Linked DNA regions of Ovis aries: region 2 is linked to region 1. Evidence: chromatin contacts called from public Hi-C data. All regions are on one chromosome and are shown on one strand. The core of a region is the stretch at or near the end of the contact, and the rest is flanking DNA. Distances in the headings are between cores, read along the strand shown. Region 1 overlaps RNF157 (ring finger protein 157). Region 2 holds the start of EXOC7 (exocyst complex component 7).

Region 1 (7,917 bases), core at 3,707-6,206:
TACTTGATGAACTGGAATCACCTCTGACAAGCCCAGAAAGATGATCAGAAGCCCAGGGTCTTAATAGCATGCAGGAAATCAGTAAAAAGCATAAGAGACAGAGAGAAGTGGTTGCTGAGAAAATGGGAAGGAAAATTGGAAGGGCTGAAGAATGCGGTTCAACGAGTGGAAATTTACAAGGATGAATGAGAGGTGACAGGTAACAGATGGAGAGACACAGAGATCTCAGATAGGAGGTCAAAGAAAGGTTAAGGATGGAACACAGGATGAGAGAGAAGCCTGTGATGTGAATCAGCCTTGAGGCTGGACTCTGGACTTGATATATTATAAATTATATAATATATATATATATAAATAATATAAATTATATAATATATATAAATTGTATATATATTATAAATATGTCCTGAGATTTACCATCTAGGATATAAGATTTATACTTCTAGCTCTAGATTTCATTGTGGACAGACTTTAAGTGACCTTAGGCCTCAATATCAGAGAAGGCAATGGCACCCCACTCCAGTACTCTTGCCTGGAAAAGCCCATGGACGGAGGAGCCTGGTGGGCTGCAGTCCATGGGGTTGCTAAGAGTCGGACACGACCGAGAGACTTCACTTTCACTTTTCACTTTCATGTATTGGAGAAGGAAATGGCAACCCACTCCAGTATTCTTGCTTGGAGAATCCCAGGGACAGTGGAGCCTGGTGGGCTGCCGTCTGTGGGGTCACACAGAGTCGGACACGACTAAAGCGACCTAGCAGCAGCAGCAGCAGGCTTCAATACAATGTATCTAATATATAAACCAGAGAAAGTAGTTCAGTTGATTTACATAGCCTTGGCTAATCACTGTTATTAAGGAGTGACTGAAGAATAATCAGAGCTCTCAAAACTTCTAGAGGCTTAGCAAGACAAAATGAAGCAGATGGTGCCTTGTTAAATTAGCTACAAATTACAGATCTTAATATTAACAATTTAGAAATGAAAACTATCAGACATATGCTATAGGCTTTTATTTTATGCTGTTTTGTTCTAATTATATGGGATTTCCATATCTCATGAGTGACTAAACAAAATAAAATCTCATTAGAGTTTTTGAGTCACTAATGGCCTTCTTCCTAAGCCTGAGGCTGTATCTGCAAATATGTAGTTTAGCCAAGATAACAGACCTCACCTGGGCTTAGAATTCTGTATTTGATTGACTTGGTGGTGATTTAGTCACTAAGTCGTATCTGACTCTTGCGACCCCATGGACTGTAGTCCGTCAGGCTCCTCTGTCCATGGGATTCTCCAGGCAAGAATACTGGAGTGGGTTGCCATTTCCTTCTCCAGAGGATATTCCCAATCCAGGGATCGAACCCGGACTCCTGCATTGCAAGCAGAATCTTTACCGACTAAGCTACCAGGGAATTGGCTTAGAAATCTGTATAAACTTAACTGTTTCTGTATTTCATACTGTTATTCTTTTACTGGAGCCGAGATTCCTTTTTTTTCCCAAGATTTTTAAAAATGTGGACCATTCTTTTCAAAGTCTTTTGAATTGGTTGCAGTATTGCTTCTGTTTCATTGTTTTGGTTTTTTAGCCACGAGGCATGTGGGATAGCTTCCTGACAAGGGATCAAACCCCCACCTCCTGCATTGGAAGGCCAAGTCTTAACTGCTGGACCACCAGGGAAGTCCCTGAAAAGCTGGGATTTCTAACACAGCAGACTTCAGATGTGATCAAGCCCATTCAGGGTGGTATGGCCGTACACAATAGCCAACCTCAGAGCATATTTCCCTTCTAGCAATTTGAGAGATGGAGACTTGAAACTTGTAATTGATCTTGAATCTTACATAGGTAGTTTACAGTCAGTATACTTCAGGAAGGGCACAGGTGGGCAGCTTGGAGTTTTTCAACTTGAACATCAACTTAGTTTTTAGTTTAGGTTTTTAAATATTTATTTACTTGTCTGTACCAGGTCTTGGTTGCAGCACACGGGATCTTCTGTCTTCATTGCAGCGTGTGGGATATAATTCCCTGACCAGGTATTGAACCCAGGCCCCCCGCATTGGGAGTGGGGAGTCTTAGCCACTGGACCACCAGGGAAGTCCCAGTTTTTAGTTTTTGAAATATAGACTGGGGAAGACTTTAGTCCACTTGGCCTCCTTAATAATTGGCCTGTTGAAAATGCCTCTGTGTTTAAAAAAAAAAAAAAGACTGGAAAACTAAACTTGGTGGCATTAGAACATTCATATTAAAAAATAAAAAACATTCATATGCTTCTTTGGGGAAAAAATATATTGTATATTTTAAAATGCCTATTTTGGCTGATGCTGGTGCTTATCTTTCTGGGCACATTCTTTACATACAGGATTAGACATCTTGAAATCTCTTATTTAAAAGTGAATTCTTGTTTGTGGGCTAGGTTACCAGTCTCCTGACTAGATGAAATCTGAAAGTCAGGCATCTATAATAGAATGCTCTGACGATTAGTCATTATTTACCAACTTAACTGGAGGGAAAAGATAACGGTGTCTGCTTTACTAAAAGCCCCTTTTTTCCCTTTTAATGCTCCTTAAAATTAACTGGTGTCAGGCAGAACCCTCTGTATCTAGAAGTCAGGAACCAGAAGTCAAGTAGGTTTCACTTGTGATCAAAACCACGCATTTGATATCAGAGTATACAGAACCCATTGCCTGGTCTGAGTACTCCTGAGCAATGTGACCCAAATCATAATAGAGGAAGAAAATGGGTCTGTGATGGTTGTTAATGGAGACCTGGGCGATTTTGTGATGGGTGCTTTTCTCTGCAGTGAATCTTTCATCACCTGTTAAGAGAGAACTGGGTTATTGGGCATACCCATAGTAGGGCTTAAGTATTTTGGAAAGGTCAACCTTAGAGGCAGTATCATGTAGCCAGGACATTGGTCCTGTGTGCCCCTGGCCAGGGGGCCTGGCGGAAGAGTTAACAGATTATAAATAGACTGCCATCTTGGATGGATTCCTTTGGTAACCAGACCTGAACACAGAGCATCTTTGAGTAAAGGTCATCTTGTGACCCCCTCTTGGTGTCTCCCTCACATCTTCAATTTGAGTGGAAAGGATGTCTTCTCACATCTTGTCAGCTTTGTGGTTACCAGTCTTTCTACACAAGTGATTGATTCCCCACGAGGATTGGATGGAAAATTAATGTAAAGGGGTTTTACTGCTGTAAATATAGCTCATTGACGTTCTGGTGGACAGCAGGCACAATACAGCCTGTCCCAGGGCTGCAGCTGGTTAAATAGGGAAATTTGTATTCATTTCACAGCTTTCAACCAGAGTAAACTGTTCTCCCCAACACAGATCTTAAGAAAATGTTCTGAAATATCACCAGTCTAAAAATATCCACTGGTAAAGTTTTGGACACACTGTGTAACTGAGAAGAGGGGAAGTAGAGAAGGCTGAGAAAATAACCAAACATCAAATAAAAAGGAACTGAAATTTAAATAGAAAAGTCCTAAAATCTATAAAAGCAAGCACTTATGTAAAAGAGTGCTGTAAATGAGCTATTCATATGATCCCAGATGTTGATTTCCATATTGACTATTATTTGATTCTCTGACACAAGTGTTACGTGTCTGCTATGTATACAATCAGTACTTTTCTATTTTCATCATAGTTTGTCCAAAAATAATCTCCTTTCTCTTCAGAAGCAGATTTTTGGCATTCGGGGCTTTTTGCTTCGTAAGTGAAAAAACTGCGTTAGCTTGTATTCCTTTGTTTTTCTTCTGTGTCCCTCTCCCTTCTTTCCTATTAAGTTTCCTTTCAGGGAATGTGTATTGCAGGATTGTTCGTAAGAGTGAAAACCGGAGATAGAGCAGGTGTTCCATCAATAAAAGATTAGTGAATACATGATGGGCTGAGATAGACTTCTCTAGAAAGGAACCAGGGCTCCTTGGAGACATGATAGGTTCGAGGAAGGGGACAGAAAAACAGAAGGTGAACCTGGAGTATCATTCTATGCCAGAAAGTAAGCAAGTGTTTCAACAAGTGATTGGAGCGGGGGGGTGGGGGGGACCCCCCTGGTGGTCCTATGGTTAAGAATCCGCTTGCCAATGGAGGGGATTCAGGTCTGGGAACTAAGATCCCACATGCCACAGGGCAACTAAGCCCGTGCACCAAAACTCCTAGGCGCCGCAACGAAGACACAGCGCAGCCAAAAATAATAGGCAGTTTTTTAAAAGTGGTGGGGACAAGTCTGAAGGACCCAGGAGCCACTGAGTGATCTCCTGCAGACCATATCCAGGCTTCTCTGTGGGTATGTGGTCAGGCCCAAAGTTAATGGCAAATGTTAGCAAATTGTGTACCTTTAAAAATCCTTTTTATTGAAATTAATTATTCATTTTTATGACTGGATTATAGTCCCTTTTACAGACTACTGGGAATCGCCCAATAATTTACAACTGAAGTAAGACGTTCAGTAATCTCGTATGCACTGGGACCATATTTTTTTACAACAAAAATTTGCAAAAGTAGGGGGTAGTTTAACAAAATATTTGAAATTAGGATGGCTAGAAAATCTAGGATACATGGCTGATACACACATACACATATGTGTGTGTATAAATATATACATATGTGTTGTTGTTGTTCAGTTGCTTAGTCGTGTCTGACTCTCTGTGACCCCATGAACTGCAGCACACCAGGCTTCCGTGTCCTTCACTGTCTCCCTGAGGTTGCTCAAATTCATGTCTGTTGAGTCAATGATGCCATCCAACCATCTCATCCCCTGTCACCCCCTTCTCCTCCTGCCCTGTCTTTCCCAGCATCAGGGTCTTTTCCAAAGAGTCAGCTCTTGGCATCAGGTGGCCACAGTATTGGAGCCTCAGCTTCAGCATCAGTCCTTCCAGTGAATATTCAGGGATGAACATGTACACACACGTTCATATCCGAATCAGATCTCTGTAAGCTGGCAATTCCACATTCGGTCACCAGGTGGCGCCTGGCTGGTGTAAGAAAAATGTACAAGGAAACTGATGAACACCAGAATAAAAGGCCAAGGAGGAACTTGCTTTGTGTTCACACAAAGCCTTCATCAGCAACCCCTGGGGACTCACTGAAAGAGGTCCTCTGGCTGAGTGCTATACCACCTTCTCCGTGAAGCCGTTCCATATTACCTCAGCCAGAAACAGTCACTTCCTTATCGCTGCCCTTTTGTTTGGCTTTTCTCTGCTTAACGTTCCGGTTATTTGTGTAGCAGTATCATCTTCCTTATAATGCTGCTTCCTGAAAGAGCAGGACATTGTCTTTTCCACTTGAAGTGTCTCTTTACACCCAGCACTGAGGGTTGCAGATAAGACTCTGATTGGGTTAATGAAAGGCTGCTAAGGCAGAAGCTTTGGTAGGTAGGAGCCTACAAACCGGGTTAGTTTCTCCTAAAGAGATTTTCAGTGGTTTTCTTTTGTGGTGGGGGAGAGAGAGATAAAGAGCTAAAATGTAAGCATGGATTTATTATACTAGAAAGGCTGTATGCGTATGTGTTTAGTTACTCACTCATGTCCAACTCCTTGCCACCCCATGGACTGTAGCCTGCCAGGCTCCTCTGTCCTCAAGCAAGAATGTTGGAGTGGATAGCCATTCCCTTCTCTAGGGAACCTTCCCGACTCAGGGATTGAACCTGAGTCTCCTGCATCGGCAAGCAGGTTCTTTACCACTGAGCTACCAGGGAAGCCCACCATGAAGGATAGTTTGTCTGTATAAACAGTTGATCCCACAATGCCTTTCCTTGAGCGCTGAATAATTTGCGTTCCATTGCCAGTTATCATCAAATGTAACATTCTAAATGGGAGATGAGGAACACTAGCTTTCCCCCCACCCTTTCCTTTTGTTTTTCCTCTTTGTGGGGAGGATGTGGAGAAGGGGCAAAGAGTGAAGGGAGAACCTCTAATTTTTTTTTTTTTAAACTCAGGTAGGAGTTACGGGCAACTCTCAAGTACCCGTGCAAATAAATATGATTAACTTCACTACTCCAGAAAAAAATTTTAATCCCAAAGTCATTTATTTTGGCTTTAGAATAGACAAGCATTTGTGTCGGGATTTCCTGCCTAATTACTTTTTGCTTAAGCTTATTTAAGAATTGTTTTAAATTCCTTTAGTGTGACAGCCCAGCAAAATGGTCAGGGGTGGGGTGGAGAAATGGGCCACAGATGGGGTCTGAACCAGGATTTCAGCTTCCCTATATAAAAGCCTCCTGATACGCTGCATGCAGGAGAGCAACGTTGAAATTAGCTTTCTGGAGAACTATTTGGCAACATAGTTTTAAGAGTCTTAAAAATATGCTTACTCTTTGATCCAGTAATTCCACTTCTAGGAATTTGTCCTAAGGAAATAATCAAGCAGGCACGCAGAAATGTAGGGACAAGGCATTCACCGTAACATTAAAAAAAAAAAAAAGTAAAACCCTAACTGGAAACATTGAATAATGTGGAATTGATTAAAGTAGGCCCCGTCTTCATTGTGGCACGTTGGATCTTTAGTTGCAGCATGTGGGATCTAGTTCCATGACCAGGGATTGAACCTAGAACCCTGGCATTGGGAGCATGGAGTCTTAGCCAATAGACCACCAGAAAGTGTTATTTGCTCAGTCATGTCCAACTCTTTGCAACCCCATGGACTGGGGCCCTCCAGGCTTCTCTGTCTATGGGATTCTTCAGGCAAGAATACTGGAGTGGGTAGCCATTCCCTTCTCCAGGGGATCTTCCTGACCCAGGGATCAAACCTGGGTCTCCTGGATTGTAGGCAGATTCTTTACCATCTGAGCCACCAGGGAGGCCCAGACCACCAGGGAAGTCCCTCCATGTATTCTCTTAAGGGTCACATTCACACACATGAAGTATCAGCAATCACACTGAATACACAAAATCAGATGTATAATACCATAGATTCAATTATATTTCCCAAGTAAAAGAGTTATAGTCAGCAAAAATCCATGAAAGCAGAGTTTCATGTAGATGTTCTGTTTTCTGAAAGCAGCAGAAGGGAACAGACTCTTCAGAGCTAGGAGGACCACGTTTTTTGCAAAGCTTCAAAGACTAGTAGGTTTTCGGGGAACTGTATGTGAAAAATGTTTACTGCCCAAGTGACATTATAAGAATACCAGGAGCATTGTAGATCACCCTGATTCATCTTCTCCAAGCAATTCCCAATTAAATGTTTTACTGTGTCCCCCTTTCTTATTTCCTCATTGTCATCGCCTCACAACTCCAAACCCAGATGTCTAAACTGGGAGAGAGTGAAAGTATAAGGTAAACGATGGACAATTGAAAACCTTTGATGACCCCAGAAGAGCTCTTGGCTCATGGGTTTTTTTGTTTGTTTGTTTTCTAAAAACCCTCTGCTTTATATGATCAGCTGCGGAGGAAATTTGTTTTTCACTGTTTGCGGGCCTTCACTGTACACACATTGGGGTTCTCTTGTGTTTGCAGTTCCTAAATTCTTCAGACACCATGCGGCTTCGCCGGAGGAAAATCCTTGCAGGTCCGGCTCCCCGTGGTGTAAGGTCAGGCGGAAAAGCCTTTTGTGATTAACTCGGCCACCGTGTGTCGCATGGTATTTGGAACTGCAGTGGGAGCTTTTATTAGTTGTCCACATTTTGAATGCTGACTCACATAAGCTTCATCTAATGGGAAAGGCAGATAAATGTAGCATTTTGGACGCCGGAACGCTGCCACCCTGCCCTCCCAGCAGCTGTGACCTTGAGCAGTCTCACTTACTATGGTGATCGGTCTTTCTAAACACACTCTCTTCTCCCACTTTGTCTCTGACACAGTTCCCTTACGCAGCCCCTCCTCCCCAAGAACCAGTGAAGACTTTGAGAAGCCTGATCAACATCCGAAAGGACACACTAAGACTCGTCAAGTAAGTCCAGGTTCCCAGCTGGGGCCAGGTTCCAGGCGC
Region 2 (7,917 bases), core at 2,778-5,277, 50 kb after region 1:
TCTATTTGAGATGATGGATGACAACTAAACCTATTGTGGTAATCATTTCACAATACAGTTGACCCTTGAACAGCAGGGGTTAGAGGCATTGACCCTAGGGCAGTGGAAAATTCCCATATAACTTTACAGCTGGCCCTTTCAATCCACTGTTCTATCGTGTGCTATCCTAGTGTATATTCACTGAAAAAAATCCAGGTGGACTCTCATAGTTCAAACCCATGCTTGCTGTTCAAGGATCAGCTGTATATATAATTCAACCACCATGCTGTACACTTTATGCACTAATGTAGGTCAGTCACTGACATTTACTGTCAGTAAAACATGAGACAGTAAAACTGGAGACAATAAATTAATTTTAAAAAGCCAGCAGAAGGGCACCCTGCCTAGGCTGTGAGCCCTTTAAGGAAGGCTCCCTTCTCTTTCTCCTTGCCTACAGGAACCCTGGGCTTAATGAACAAACGATTTAACCTGTTCCCCACCCCCGCCCCCCGCCCCCAAAGATCCACCTGCCTGGCAGGAGGGCCTGTGTGCGGCTGATTCCAGGCCCCTGCCCGCAGACAAGAGGCCGTGGGTCCATCCATCCGGCTGGGGTCTCCGCTCCCCCAAGAGGAAGGCCTGCCGGGATGGGGACGCTCGGAAGCGCAGAGAAAGCGCTGAGTCACGTTCAGGGAACACTGCCCCCAGAGAGCCGCGCCTTTGGGGCGCGGGGCTGCGGGAGCGCCGGAAGCTGCAGGGTGCGGGGGCGCGGAGGCGGGGCTGCTGGGGCGCGCGGGGCGCCCGGCTTCCCCCTTTGCCAACCGCCCGGCCGCTGGCGTCCTCGGTTGCTAGGAGTTTCCGGGCCGAAGTGCGGTGGGTGCCAGCGCCTGACGTCACCGCTGCCCGCCGGTTCGGGGAGTAGGGGGAGGGGGCACCCGCAGAAAGGCTCTGAACGCCCCCCAGCCCCCGGTTTGTGCCCGTCTTCCTGCACTTTCTCTCCTCCGTGCCCTCTCGAGTTTTCCTCGTTTATTTGCTCTCCGTTCCTCTCCTTTTCAGCGCCCCATTTGCCGCCACCCCCCCCCCACCGCCCCCCCGCCGCTCCTTTTCTGTTTCTACCCATCCATCCTCCTGTCTTCGGTCTTTCTCCTTTTCTTGCACCCGCTTGACTTTCTCGGAGGTTCCAGGGGGCGCGGTGTAAAGGTACCAGTGGGTATTGGGCGCCCCCTCGTGTCCCACTTGGCCCAGCCTGGGGGAGGGCGGAACACTCGCCCCACCACCTTGATTCAAGCCAGTTTACTCGGAGGACATTCAACTTACAGTTGTGAAAATAATGTTAAAGCTCACCTGAAAAAAAATAAACAACTCATCTTTTCATTCTTTTCCTATCTACTCTTTACTAGATATGGCTGGTATAAATATAATAATGGATTCACATTTCACAATGGATTTTCTTCAAGTCAGACTAACAGCTTTGCATAACAGCATGCAGAACTCCCGAGCTACCTGGCCTGGGGAGGCAGAGGTCTCCTGGCCAGCTGTGTTGACTCAGTGCAGCTGTGACCTCTCTGAGCCTGACCTTCCTCCTCTGCAGAAGGGAGATGAACAGCTGTGCCTGACTTGTAAGTTTATTGTGAAGATTAGACAAGCTAATGCAAAGTGGTGCCTGTGACAGATCCGGGCAAACAGAAGGCTCTCAAATCATGGTAGCTGGCTACCAAACCACACTTTGTTGTTCAGTCGCTAAGTCGTGTCCGACTCCTTGTGACCCCATGGACCAGGCTCCCCCGACTTTCACTATCACCCAGAATTTGCTCAGATTCATGTCCATTCAGTCAGTAATGCCATCTAACCATCTCATCCTCCGCTGTCCCCTTCTCCTTTCACCTTCAATCTTTCCCAGTATCAGATCTTTTCCAATGAGTCAGCTCTTCGCATCAGGCAGCCAAAGTTTTGGAGCTTCAGCATCAGTTCTGCCAGTGATTAATCAAGATTGATTTCCTTTAAGATTGACTGGTTTGATTTGCTTGCTGTCCAAGGGACTCTCAAGGATCTTCTCCAGCAACACAGTTTGGAAGCATCAATTCTTCCGTGCTCAGCCTTCTTTACCGTCCAACTCTTATATTTTTACATGACTACTGGAAAAATCACATGTTTGACTATATGGACCTTTGTCTGCAAAGTGTGTCTGCTTTTTAATACATTGTCTAGGTTTGTCATAGCTTTCCTCACAAGGAGCAAGCAAATTGCCCTTAGAGAAGGATATTTGAGAAAACACAAAACACACATGTATATAGTTCACAAAATTGCAATGGAATATAAAAAGCTCAGAGTATTTGTCCATAGCCGTAAAGGATTTCTTCTTGAGATGATGTTATTCATTTTCTGGAGGGTCTACTGTGGGCTGGGTGCTAGTCAGAGAGGTTAAGTGTTGAATGAGGCTCTTAGGGCTGGTCCATCTGAGCCCAAAGTCCTTTCCACCAAAGCCCTCTAGTCCACTTTTTCTTTTCTCTGGCTGCTAACAATTTAAACTTTTCCTTTCACTTAGTTCTCAGGGCTGCACAAGGACCACCTCAATGGAGTCATCCTAGGTGTCCTTACACACCTTTTACGCCTTACCTTACACGCCTTTTTATCTCCCTCATCTGCAATAGGGGTGCGCCTCCCAGATATTTCCTTCATCAGTACTTTCACGGCCATCAGCCAGATCTGAAACTGTCCTCTCGCCCCAAAAGAAAGCTGTCCAATCCCTCTCCAGGGGCTCAGTCCCACTTCTTCCTCCTTTTTGTGGAACTGGCTGGCCCCTGGGAGAGCCTTGGGAGCCCTATAACTTGATGCCCCCCAAACCTTCTCACCCACCAGCATATGCTTCACTGTCTGTCTTCCTGTATCTGGATGCCTCAACAAAGCTGTGCAGCCACTTACCACCCCAGGGTGAGACCAGAGGCAGGGTGAGCCTCTGCAATGGAGGAGGGAGTAATACTAGGTTTTGCAGGAGCTGTGTCTGTGGTGAATCTAGAACATTCATCCCTGCAGGAACCCTGACCCAGGGCCACCTCCCCACCCCTGGCTGGCCCCTAATTAGAGGAGACTCTGGGCAAAGGAGCTGAGATATTTTGGCCTCTTGCAGGAGGGTCCCTACCAGCCCTCCAGGCCTTTCTGATGTCCTCAGCGGCCCTATGAGAAACGCTCCCCTTGTGTCTGAGCACCAGCAGATAGGCCTCAGCGTCTCCATCACTGAGAACACCACCTGGGTTCTAACCCCTCGGACAGGTCTGGACTTTTTCAGCCTTCCCCTTGCACTGTTTCCAGACCTGGGCAAATACACCGCTGAAGCCACTCGCTACCCGCGGCCTGGCCCTCACCCCCAGCAAATAAAACCATGTCTCTCTTTCCAAAACAGACACCTTAGTGTGGCGCTTGGAGCTTCTCTCTGGTCCCATCCCAGTCCCCGGGATGAGTGCTCCCAGAACCCCTCCTACCCCAGGAATTTGGCCGAGCCCCTCACAAGTCGGGATTGTAGTTATGGATGCCTCTGGGGCCATGGGCGACCATTCTTTGCCCGGGCCAGGGCTTGCACACAGGGCGCATTCCGTGAGAGCTTTTAGGGCCGAAGGGGGACACGACTACATAGGTCCCTCGGTCATTAAATGAGCACACATTAGGCGCCTGCTGTGTGACAAGCTCTGTGCTGTGCTTTGCGGGGGAACACCTCATCTGTGCCTGGATCCAGACAAACGAATTTGTTATTAATCTTTGTGAAAAGAGTCAGCCTTCCCACGAAGACGGCAAGTGAGCTGTAACTGTTGTGCCAGCTGCGGGACAAAACACCCCTAGAGAACCTTCTCTGATGAGTGCGGCAACACGCATCAAGGTGAAACCCGGTGCACCTCCCCGCCACACCCAAGATGGCCACCTGCCGGGTTCCCCTGTCCCTGAGTTCCACGCAGGCGCACTTCCGCCTGCCACTCCCAACATGGCGGCAAACGGGCCCCCGGGAGGGGGCCACGGGCGGAAGTGGGTGTGACAGGGACGGGAGCCGAGAGGGCTCTCTGAAGCCAGACGCTGGGCTGTGGGAGCCGCTCGGCTGTGGGAGCCGCTCGCAGGGAGGGTCGAAGTCATGATTCCCCCGCAGGAGGCGTCCGCCCGGCGGCGGGAGATCGAGGACAAGCTGAAGCAGGTGGGGCTGGGGAGGCGGGGGAGGAGGTGAGGGAAGGGGCCGAGATCCGGGCCGGGCGTCCACTCAGGGAGGGGAGGTAGCAGGAGTGGAGGGGGCCGGGTACCAGGCAATAGGGTCCGGGCGAGGCTGTGGAGCCGGGATGCGGTGGTCTCTGGCTTCTGCTGATGTCCTCCCCTCCCCCTCGCAGGAGGAGGAGACGCTGTCCTTCATCCGAGACAGCCTGGAGAAGAGCGACCAGCTCACCAAGAACATGGTGAGTAACCCCTCGCTGGGAGGGCCTCCAGACGCTGCGACCCAGGGGTTTGGTACCTAAAGCCTGAGGCTTCTGGCCTGGGTGGTGATGGGTGGTAACGTCTGGGTTTCTCTAGCAACAGTGTTACACTTCTTACACCCTTGCCCGCCACTTCGCTGAGGATGCGGCAGCCTCCCCACATTTCTGCTTTCTGCCTAAGTTCTCCATTCTTCTTTCTCTCCTTCCGCAAACATTTAGTGAGACTGACTTAAGTGGGCTGGGTACTGGCCATGGGTCACCCTTAGTTTAAGTGCGGGTATCACGGGTGGGGTTACCACTTCTGAGATTACTGAGGGCAGGAGACTCAGCCGTCACTCTGGAGAGCTGGAGGGGTAAAATGAATCAGAAATCAGATAGATGCGGGATCTAGCCCTTGCCCCTCCACTTATGTGTGTGTGGCTCCTGACAGGTAACGCTGAGCCTCAGTTACCTCCTCTGCTAAAATAGACGATGCCAATCTCCATTGTAGCTGTGAAGGTCATAGAAGCTAATGCATGGAAATGCCTCTTGCACAGTATCTGGTATACAATAGGTACTCAATAAACATGAACTTCCTTTCTTATTCTGAAAAGAGCCTGGAAAACCCAAACTGAGTAGTAGATAGAAAGGTGGGTATGTATTCAGTAACACAGTCATCAGGTGCTAGTCCTTACTTAATGAGATTTAGCCTTAGAGAGAGGGGGTTTGAAGGTACCAGGAATGCTGGTATAGAGTACCTTGAGGCTACTCTATATGAAAGTAGTTCCTGTTCAGTCTAGGAAAGCATCAGGGAGAACATAAGTTGAGATCTGGCTTTAAAGGGTGGAAGGGAAGCCATCCTGAGGTGATTTTCTGAGAAGTTAATGTAATGGTTGCCTCGCCTTCAAATCAAACTTCAGCCAATTTATTTGGGCCACCTCCGATCTGCCAGGCATGTGGTAGATCCTGGGGATACAGTGGGGAATAAGTATACCCTGTCCCTCTCCTCTTGGAGCCTACTGTCTAGAAAACCAGAGAAAAGGCAGCAAATGCGAAGACCTGGCAAGGGGCAGAAGCAGTGCTGGGACAACCCTGAGGCCTGAGAGCACGGGGCTTCCCCCTGTAGGTGTCTATCCTGTCATCCTTTGAAAGTCGCCTTATGAAGCTGGAGAACTCCATCATCCCCGTGCACAAGCAGACGGAGAACCTGCAGCGGCTGCAGGAGAATGTCGAGAAGACCCTGTCCTGTCTGGACCATGTCATCAGCTACTACCACGTGGCCAGTGACACTGAGAAGATCATCAGAGAGGGGTGAGCTCGGACCAGAGGGTCACATTCCTAACGCCTCTTGGACCAGTAGGCTTTGGAAGCGGGGTAGAATATATATGAGCCTAGAGTCCCCTGTGTTAATTCTGTTCACCATTTCCAAATACCATTCCCTTAGTCCTTCCTATTCATCTTCCATCTGCCCGGGCTAATATGGTTCTTCTCCTTTCCAGGCCTACAGGTAGGCTAGAGGAGTATCTGGGAAGCATGGCCAAGATTCAGAAGGCTGTGGAATATTTCCAGGACAATAGCCCAGACAGCCCAGAGCTCAACAAAGTGGTAAGGGGCCAGCAGAGTGATGTGAGAGGTTGGGAGACACCAATCCCTGTCCGGGTCTCATGAGACACTGAACCAGCTAAAAGATAATATAGTCGAATGAAGAGAAGTATATAGTACCATGCACATACTACAGACATTGAAATGTCTGTTTCAGAAATTACAGGTCTACATTTTGATTGCATTTTAATAATTTAGCTAAATTATAAGTTGTTGTTTAGTTGCTGAGTTGTGTCTGACTCTTTTGTGACCCCATGGACTGTAGTCTGCCAGGCTCCTCCGTCCATGGGATTTCCCAAGCAAGAATACTGGAGTGGGTTGCCATTTCCTTCTCCAGGGGATCTTCTCAACCCAGAGATCTCCTGCATCGGCAGGCAGGTTCTTTACCACTGAGCCAGCAGAGAACACACATTACAAGTTACCTATGAAATACAGATTTAACATTTGATTTTTATAAATGCATGGGTATTTTTTATTGTACTGAAAAATAAATAATATAAAAATTACCATTTCTGACCATCTTTAAGGGAACAGTTCAGTGACATTCACATTGTGTAACCATTGCCACCTGGCTACACAGAAAACTGCAGGATCAGTACACTGTCACACTAGTAACCCAGAGGGGACACACCACTATAACCACTATACTGCAACCCATCAGTGGGCAGCCTAGACTCAGAGATTGGAATGTCAGGGGTTGGAGAACTTTGTTCTTGAGGATCTCTACCAAGTTCAGGTCACAGAGTGAAGAGCTCTGTGCTAGAACTTGGGCGTAGGGGTGGGCTAGAGAAGAAGACAAAAAAATATACAACTCCAGGTTTACCTTAGAGGACTTACTTTTCAAGTAAGCAGAAACACTCCAACTCTTCTATTTTTAAAGCATCTTTATTGAGATATAATTCACATACAATAAAATTTTACCCATCTGAAGTATAAAGCTTAGTAGTTTAGTAATCAGTAATTTAGTAGTTTTGATAATCACCAAGTCATGCAACATCCCTGGAATAAATTTCATGATATACTCATCCCCTGTAAAAAGAGACACATTGGCAGTAACTCTTCTTCCCTCGCCTCCCCCATTCACCCCGCCACTAGTACTCACTCATCTGTCTTCTTTGCACATTTACCTATTCTGGACTTCTGTAAGTGGAGTCACACAGTATGTAACCTTCTGAGTCTAGCTTCTAATTGCCTGTTTACAAGGTTCACCTGTGTGGTAACGCGTGTCAGTGCTTCATTCCATGATAGGGCTGAATTATATTGCATTCTATGGATCTACCACAGTTTGTTTGTCCATCCATCACTTGATCACTCCACTTTTTGGTGGTTATGAGCAGTGTTGCTATGAACACTTGTGTACATACTTTTGTGTGGGCATATATTTTTGATTCTCTTGTCTGCTCTGAATACCTATCACTTCAGATACATGATTTGCAAATATTTCCCTTCATTCTATGGATTGTCTTTTCACTTTTGTTGCGGTGGCGGGGGTGGGGGGCGTGGCGTGGGGGAGTGCTCACAGCATGGCATGCGGGATCTCAATTCCCTGGCCAGGGATTGAGCCCTCACCGCCGTCAGTGAAAGTATGGAGTCTTAAGCCTTGGACAGTCCGGGAAGTCCCCCTCTTTTCGCTTTTTTGATGGCATCGTTTTCAGCACATAAGTTTTTGACATCCAGTTTGTTTTTTTTCTTTTGCTTTTCTAACAAGGGTTTCTAACAAACCCTTTTCTAACAAGAACACAAATTAATGGTGGAATGAAAAAATAATCAGCTGATACCTGTAAGCACCTACTTCTTGTAAAACTGTGGGTTCACCTGCAAGCATACATTTTAAGAGAACACAAGGGAAAGAAATAATAAAGGAAGGCTTCCGAGCATTTCTTCTATGGGAAAAAGGAAGTGAAGGCAGAGG

Evidence for each region. Hi-C and Micro-C count contacts between places; a contact is called where the count stands out from the background.
Region 2: a Hi-C map of blood shows a contact between it and region 1, with 2.5 times the contacts expected there. The contact joins the promoter of EXOC7 here to the enhancer-like site in region 1. A contact is called at or near these places in 9 of 16 Hi-C or Micro-C datasets (blood, hypothalamus, liver and 4 more).

The regions. Positions count from the first base shown.
Region 1 is chr11:54,851,080-54,858,996 of ARS-UI_Ramb_v3.0, forward strand. It overlaps RNF157 (ring finger protein 157), which reads left to right. Exons shown (of 19, transcript XM_027974115.2): 3 at 7,790-7,878. Among named protein-coding and RNA genes, the nearest start is that of FOXJ1, 32 kb to the right of the region's middle. Within about 2 kb of position 4,957, at least 7 of the 54 cell types and tissues checked have an H3K27ac peak or open chromatin away from gene starts, as enhancers often do.
Region 2 is chr11:54,902,389-54,910,305 of ARS-UI_Ramb_v3.0, forward strand. EXOC7 (exocyst complex component 7) reads left to right here and starts at 4,028. Exons shown (of 19, transcript XR_009595635.1): 1 at 4,028-4,153; 2 at 4,341-4,406; 3 at 5,530-5,714; 4 at 5,903-6,008.